2 separate regions of the Mus musculus genome follow, and region 1 is linked to region 2. The links are chromatin contacts, called in public Hi-C maps. All regions are on one chromosome and are shown on one strand. The core of a region is the stretch at or near the end of the contact, and the rest is flanking DNA. Distances in the headings are between cores, read along the strand shown.

Evidence for each region. Hi-C and Micro-C count contacts between places; a contact is called where the count stands out from the background.
Region 1: a contact with region 2 is called in a Hi-C map of embryonic fibroblasts, with 4 times the contacts expected there. The contact joins two enhancer-like sites. A contact is called at or near these places in 12 of 484 Hi-C or Micro-C datasets (ECoMG-derived neutrophils, the G1E-ER4 cell line, Th1 cells and 8 more) and 3 of 115 datasets of contacts at active chromatin or transcription factors (CD8 T cells, bone marrow-derived macrophages and heart atrium).

What each region holds. Positions count from the first base shown.
Region 1 is chr2:13,594,247-13,597,753 of GRCm38.p6, forward strand. No RefSeq gene overlaps it. Among named protein-coding and RNA genes, the nearest start is that of Vim, 22 kb to the left of the region's middle. Within about 2 kb of position 1,690, at least 5 of the 459 cell types and tissues checked have an H3K27ac peak or open chromatin away from gene starts, as enhancers often do. A contact at or near this core is called in embryonic fibroblasts, where this site is marked.
Region 2 is chr2:13,404,749-13,408,706 of GRCm38.p6, forward strand. The region is part of intron 27 of Cubn (cubilin (intrinsic factor-cobalamin receptor)); the gene reads right to left. Among named protein-coding and RNA genes, the nearest start is that of Cubn, 85 kb to the right of the region's middle. Within about 2 kb of position 2,658, at least 167 of the 459 cell types and tissues checked have an H3K27ac peak or open chromatin away from gene starts, as enhancers often do. A contact at or near this core is called in embryonic fibroblasts, where this site is marked.

The DNA.
Region 1 (3,507 bases), core at 440-2,939, 190 kb after region 2:
TTCATACAACAAATAGAATTTTTAATTTTCCTTAGAAGACCTGAGAAGCCACCACTAAAGCAGTAGTGGAGGTAGACAGCTGAGGTCTGCAGGCCAAAGCTGATGGTGGTAAGGCAGGCATAGAGTAGACGTTGTTTCCTAGCCTGAGGCTGGGGCCATCTGCTATCTCTTAACTGTTAGAATCCAGGGAGCCACCATGATCATAATAACTGCAGGGCTGGAAGGACATTTAAAGCCACTGACTCACAGGAAGCTGGGGATGTCAGTTATATACCCTGACTTCTTTAGGAAAGAAATATACTCAGCCATCAAGAGTGCTTCTTAACTCCTACAAGCAGAGGCAGGAGTGGAAGAGGCAAAAAAGGCTGGTAGCAATTTGGTCACACGAAGTTGCTTACCCTTTGATGAGTTCTCACCCTTGAGCTGATTTTCAGGTTCAGAACCCAGCAGGTAGTGTCCAGGAAAAGGCTTAAACTGTCACAACCCTAGGTCCTGGGTTCTAATACCTTCTGCCAAGGTGACTCAGTGATGGAAACCATTTCCTGAAATAACTGTGTGGAAGCCCAAATCTTCTGAAGATTCTTGGACACCAGGTCTTTCAGTTATTTTCACTTTTCAGACTGTGCCTCCAGAAAGAAAAAATCCTTTATCTTTTAGTTCTTCTGATGGCCTCTCTCTTCATTTCTCAACACCCCAAAGTTTCAAAATCGTCATTGTCTTTTAAAGTTATTTTTAACTTAAGTAAAATATAATACTATTAGTTCTCCCATCTCTCCTGTGTCCTACCTGTCTGTGTCGATCTCTGTCCCTCTCAACCTCACAGGCTTCCTCTTCTTGAACCATTATTGATAAATTATCTTTTTCTTTTAATGCTTCCTCATACAAGTAACTGTTCTTGACCTCATTACTATCTGTCCCTTTGCTCCATCTTTCTTTTTCTCAAAACGACATTTGCTGTAACACACTCATTTCAACCTGCTATTGCAACCTTATGTATTGGGTCACTTGACAGTTTTTGTGGCCTCCCTAGAATGTAATTGCCTGAGTTCAGGAGTCCCCTTTGTTTGTTCATTGGTCTGTCCCCAGAATCTGCAAATACTGCTTGATCAGTATCAAATAAGAAACTCCATTCAAAGGCAGGCCATACATTCATGCTCTAAAGGAAGTTCCTGAAATTGAAAATGGGCATAGAAAAAAAGCTACCCTATGACCCACACAATCCTCAATCAGTCAAGCATTTGTAATCCCCACTTCATAGATAGGAAAACTGAGGTTTACAGATGGCAATAATTAAGCAATATTGACAAGGCCATCCAGATAGCAAATCAGGAAATAGAGATATAAGTCCACTTCCAAAGTGTGGACTGTAGAAGCCTAATGAAAAGGAAAACAGAAATTAATAATAATAGTAGTAATAATAATAATAATAATAATAATAATAATAATAAAAACCCTCTACCTTGTAATGGGTTGAAGCTCTGAGGGAACATTAAACTATCCAATTTCTAGACATTTTGAGCATAACAACTCTTGCCATCAATCTTCATATTTTCTAAATTATAAACTAGGCCTTGGGAGTAGCCCTCAGTCTTCCAGCCTTCCGTGGGTCCTACCATCTTTTGCCTTGTGTTGCTAATCAGGCCTCAGAAGTGCAGAAACATTCCTCACAGGGTCAGAGAAGTCTGGAGAAGCATTAAGTCATTACCAGTGCCAAGTGGAGTGCTACAGTGTGTTTTTCTGGTATTTGAACCCATCTAGTGTCTAATGACTCAGAAAATGTTTCTCTTATTTAATCCCTCTCAGGACGTTTCCCTTATTTAGAAGCTTCTAATGACCTCCCTCGTCAGAGAAGTGAGTCTCTTCAGATACCTGTCAAATGATTTTATGTGCTTAATATAAAGCAAAGGTTGGGGGTGGGTGGGTGGGTGGAGGGGGTGGCTCAGGGAGAGCAAAGTCATTCTGGAAAGCAAACAAGGAAAAGCACTCAGTGGGGAAGAATTAAATTGTTACTCGTGGAAATAGTGCCAGCAGAGCCATGAAAAAGCCACACAAATCAAAGACCACTATCTAAATCAAATGCATGCCAATTTAAATCCTAGTCCTTGGTGAACCCGATTCAGCCTCCTTATACACTGAATAACGAATAATGCTCTGAATCAGGACCTAGAATACATTGCATGTAAAACACCATTTGAAAAAATAAATACAGCCTTTGGAGAAAGCATAGTGAAGCCCAGGTAACTGAATTTCCTCAAAGCTGCCAGTTCATGCTCTGTGGATTAGTGATTCACCTCAAACAGCCCTTCCTTTTAATAGGCATTTAGCACTGTGGGGTTGTTAAAACCTGTGATAGTGGAGTCTGGTTTATCCACCAAAGAGTGTTACCCATGTCTTTTGCCAACATCTTTATAAAAATATTTTCATAGGAGAAAATCATCTTTTACATAAAAAAATGAAGGGGATGGGGCAGAAACGGTGTAAAGATGAGGCAGAAAGAAAGGCAAAAGACTGGAGAAAAAACAAGGAGACAGAGAGAGGGGGAGGGAGGGAGGAGTGGAGAGGGAGGAAAGGAGGGAAGGGGAGGGAGGGAGAAAGAGAGGAAGGGAGAGAGAGAGAAAGAGGAGGGAGGGAGAGAGAGAGAGAGAGAGAGAGAGAGAGAGAGAGAGAGAGAGAGAGAGAGAGAGGAGAGAGAGATTGAGAGAGAGAGAGAGAGAAGATTGGACAAAGACTTGTTCTTTAGGGCTGGGATGTAGCTCAGTAGTAGAATGTTCTGGGTTCTATCCTTATCTCTTTACCATACACACCCCTCCATAAGAAGGATTTCTTCAGGTTCTCTAATGCCATTGAAGATGTTTGTCTGAGAAGATGGTTCTAAATAAAAAAAAAGTATCTAAGAAACCACTATGACACTTGCCCTTATGACAAAGAATGGCAAGACCATTGTAGTGTTCAAAGAAATACTGACATCTACTGGCACATACAAAACTCACATGCCCTTTCTAAGGGCCATTGTTAATTTCTGGGAATTGGGATTAAAATACAATGGGTATAACTCAACCTTCCTGGGGACTTGAGGTGAAAAATATCCATTAATATTTTCTATGGTTATCTATTGCAGATATACAGCTGTAAACTCAGTTACTAAAATAGTTAGCAAGAGCAGCAACCACCCCAGGAAGAGCAGCAGCCACCCCAGGAAGAGCAGCAGCCACCCCAGGAAGAGCAGCAGCAGCAGCAGCAGCAGCAGCAGCAGCAGAAGTTTCCATTTGCTTCCTGAACTCAGAACAGACTTTGTTGAAATTAACACTTCAAAACACACATGAGTAAGAAGCAACACTTCTCATTCAGAAGATAGACATGTCCCTGTGAACTGAAAGCTGCAGAATAAAAAGCCACATTCATGTCGAAGACCCTACAAAGTTGATGAACAGGTTAGACCTCCATGATTTTGGTGACTTGGAACGTTAAAAAATCTAGAACCATCCTGGGCTATGTGTAGTCCTCCTC
Region 2 (3,958 bases), core at 1,408-3,907:
TCTGTGAATACATGCATCATATGGAGTCAGTGATTTTCAAACTGGTAAGTTCTTTTATGTACTAAAATGTGATATAATGTGCTTTAAACTCAGCTATAAAAATCTTATAACCAGATTTTGCAAAGTACGTCTGTGGACTCTTTCCTAATTATAATGATTAGATGTGAGGTTTTTAACCTTTGAATAAGCCACTATGTCCCTTTGGGCTTTACTTTGGTTTGTTTTGGGACAGGGTCTCACTCTGTAGCCTAAGCAGGCTTGAAAAATCACAATGTAGTGTGGCTTAACCTTGTAGCAATTTACCTGCCTCAGCTTCTCATATGCTCGGTCTGGAGGGTTGAGCCACCATGCCTAGTGAATTCTTAGCTCTTCAGTTGTGCTGCTAGGCAGTCTGCCACATCGCCTCCCTTCTTGGTGATTCACACAACATTCTCTTACCCCTATGACTTCGACTTTCCTAAGGGCACAGGCCACTCCTGGATTTCCTGTTCTTCTCTGTTAAAAGCAGAACACTCTAAGGGAAGAATTCCAGTAGCTATCCAGTGAATGGACATTTTGGTATCTTCCACGAATGTGATATTCTTTAAAGACTTAATCTGTTTTACTACTTTTGTATAGTTAGATAAGAATTTGAATCATACAACTGTAAGTATCAGTCTAATAATTTCCTGCAGTAAAGGGTTTGAATCACTTTGTGGTCATCCTGTAATGTGGGAACCTAGTTGTTGTCTTGTTCAAGCTCATAATAAATCTCAGATTTCTGAATGATGACCTGCCTCATCAAATTCTCAAGCAGTTGTTCATCCTACTGTGGGGTGATCATCAGAGGCTTAAAATGAGAAGCAGAGTTCAATAAGCTGTTCACTGTTTGGTACTAAATCCATGATTTTTAAATAAATGGATCATGATAGAGTTCGTTCCCAGGTTTATTACCTTACCTCTCTTGGTTTTGTGTTGTAAACACTCTTGCTTAACTACCTGTATTTGTGTTGTAAACACTCTTGCTTAACTACCTGTATTTCTTGTCAGGTTCCTAGCATACTACATGCACTGTCTAGTTTAACCTCAACTTCACACAACCTGGAGACAATTGGGAAGATGGATTCTAAATCTAAAACTGCCCTTACCAGATTGGCTTCTGGGTAAACCCATGGAGCATTATCTTCATTAATGAGTGATGTGGGAAGGGGCCAGCTCACAGTGGGCAGTGCAACACCTAGGCCAGTGGTCCTGGGTACTATTAGGAAGCAGGACAAGAAAGCCATGGAAAGCAAGCCAATAAGCAACATTCCTTTGTGACTTCCTGTTCCTGCCTCCCGGTTCCACCCTTGATTTTCCTCAATGATGGACTGTGATGTGGAACTGTAGACTTAAAATGGCCCTTTCCATCTTGAGTTGCTTTTGAACATGGTGTTTTGTTGCAGTAATAAAAAGTCTGATAACACTATGTGCTGACAGAAGCCAGGAAAAGGCAATAGAATGAAAAAAGAAGAGGAAAGAAAGAAAGAGAGAGAGATAGAGGGAGAGAGAGAGGGAGAGGGAGGAGGACGGAAGGAAGGAAGGAAGGACGGAAGGAAGGAAGGAAGGAAGGAAGGACGGAAGGAAGGAAGGAAGGAAGGAAGAGAATAAGAAAATCAGAAGAGACAAGAGCCAAAGCCCTTCCCTTGAGTCTTGGGTTCTATCACCTTCTTAAGCTGGAGGTAGGTGCAAAATGAAGCCAGGCTATGCCGTAAGTACTCCCAGAATGTGCTGTGAGTGCTCCCAGGCTGTACTAGGAATGCTCCTGAATCACTGTCTAACAGCAGAGTGTTTATCTCTGTTTCAAGGTTTTCATCAATTTTATTGCGTGAAGTCTACTTTGAAACTAAATACAAAAATAAATATACTGTCACCACATACTGACTTAATAAGCAAGTCTTTCAGCCTACAGTCTTTAAACCCAAGAGATTCTAACTTTGGGTTGTGATTTAGTGACCAAAGCTGAAATTACTTGGTCTTTAACTTGCAAAACTTAAGGTAAACATTTTTGTGGCCATAAGCACCCTCTACCTGGTGGATTGTCGTACGCAGTGGGTAGCAGGGAGCTGGGGACCATAGTTGATTCTACACAGGTCATTATATATTATAATACATTATAGCGCATTCTTTTTCTCTCCAGCTCAACAAGGTTAAGAGCTGTGGAATTTTAAATGATGTAGATGGTATATTTTCTTCCTTCTAATGGGATCTTCTACACTAAAGAAGAGCCCCTAAATGCCAGAAGCCAGTGGTGGTACATTGTGTGTGGGACTGGGCCAGGTAGATAGACAAGGAAGATGGGTTTGTGGAAACACTGATAAATGATAACTAAATGTTGTTATCCTTTGGAAAGAATGGAATGATGCATTACAATAAACACCAAGTAGACATATTTGAAAATACTTAAATACAATGTGAAATAAATTAACGAATTAATTACTTCACACCAATACTTCTACTAGAGAGGGGGAGGACCATCCACCCAGCTCCTTCAGTTTTATGTGCTTTTAACATTTATATTTAATTAAATCACATTTTTTGTTTGTTTAACTTCTCACACGGATGGCTAATGCACCTCCACAGTTCATTCCCGAGTAAACTCACCATGCAAAAAGTAACAGTCACCATAGAAACCAGCGGTGGCTTACCAGTCACCATAGAAACCAGCAGTGGCTTGCTGGTCTTGATTCTGTTTTCAAGACAGAATGTTAACCACAGGACATTCCAGCTGTGACTCATAGGCATGACCAGAAAGCTTGCTGGTTTGAATCTGGTAAAACTATGATTTCTTCTGCTTTCAGCAAGCCTGAGATCTACTCCACAGAACCATCGAGAAGTTCTGAACGCTCTTAAAGAAACAAGAACCTACAGATGAGATTTTATCACCTTGAATATGAATTCTAGTTTGTGTCACTGCAGGTCTTTTTAAAAATAAAATACTTGAAATGATTCTCACTTTGCCATGTTGGCCATCATTTCAAATGTGATACTGTGTATCATAAGGCCTTTTGTGTTCAGTCTAGTCAGTTTGACTCTTAGGAACACAATTCATGTGTGATGTTTGTAATTCAAGTGTCCCTCACCCTCACCCTAACAAAAACATCTCAGCCCTTATCAGGACACACAGGGAAGGAGTTTATTGTCCAGGCTACACTTCCTAAAATGCTGGGCTGCTTGGTTACATCCTGTGTGTTTGACAATCTGGTACAAACACAGAAACCATAGTAACTTCAGATTTCAATTACAATATGAAACAATTCATAGGCCCCTCTCAATATTAAGGGCCCCCCAAAAGCAGATGATATAAAATTAAAGACACATGCAGTATGTTAGCAACTGACAGAGAAGGCCCAATTATTGTGATATTAACAGTTCTGTTTGTCTGTTATTCTTAGTGTGTTTGATTATGATATTTGTGTAGGTATGCAAGGTATGCAAGGTTATGCATGTGTGTGGAAGTCAGAAAACAATTCCCAGCAATGTGTTTTCTCTTTCTACCATGTGGGTTCTGGGGATTGAACTCAGCTCACCAGGTATGCACAGCAAGTGCTTTTTATCTGCTGAGCCTTCTCACTGGCCCAGTGAGATAGGTTTGGTTTTGTTTTGTTTGTTTTTAATTTGTACCATTGTATGTTTATATGTGTTAATGGTTAATATATGTGTTATGGGGTCCTGTATGTATACGTGCATATCTAGAAGTCAGAGGATAATGTTCAAGAATTAATTCTCCCCTTTACCACAGTATCTAGGAATCAAACACAAACTCCCAGTCTTGCATCACAAGTGCTTTCACTTGCTAAACCATCTCTCTAGCCCTGGAGATTAAAGTATGCTGGCATTTAGACACCGTGGAACACACCTTTAATCCTAGCACTCAGGAGGCAGAGGTAGGTGGATCTCTATGAGTCTGAGATTAGCCTGAGTTCCAGGACAGCCAGGG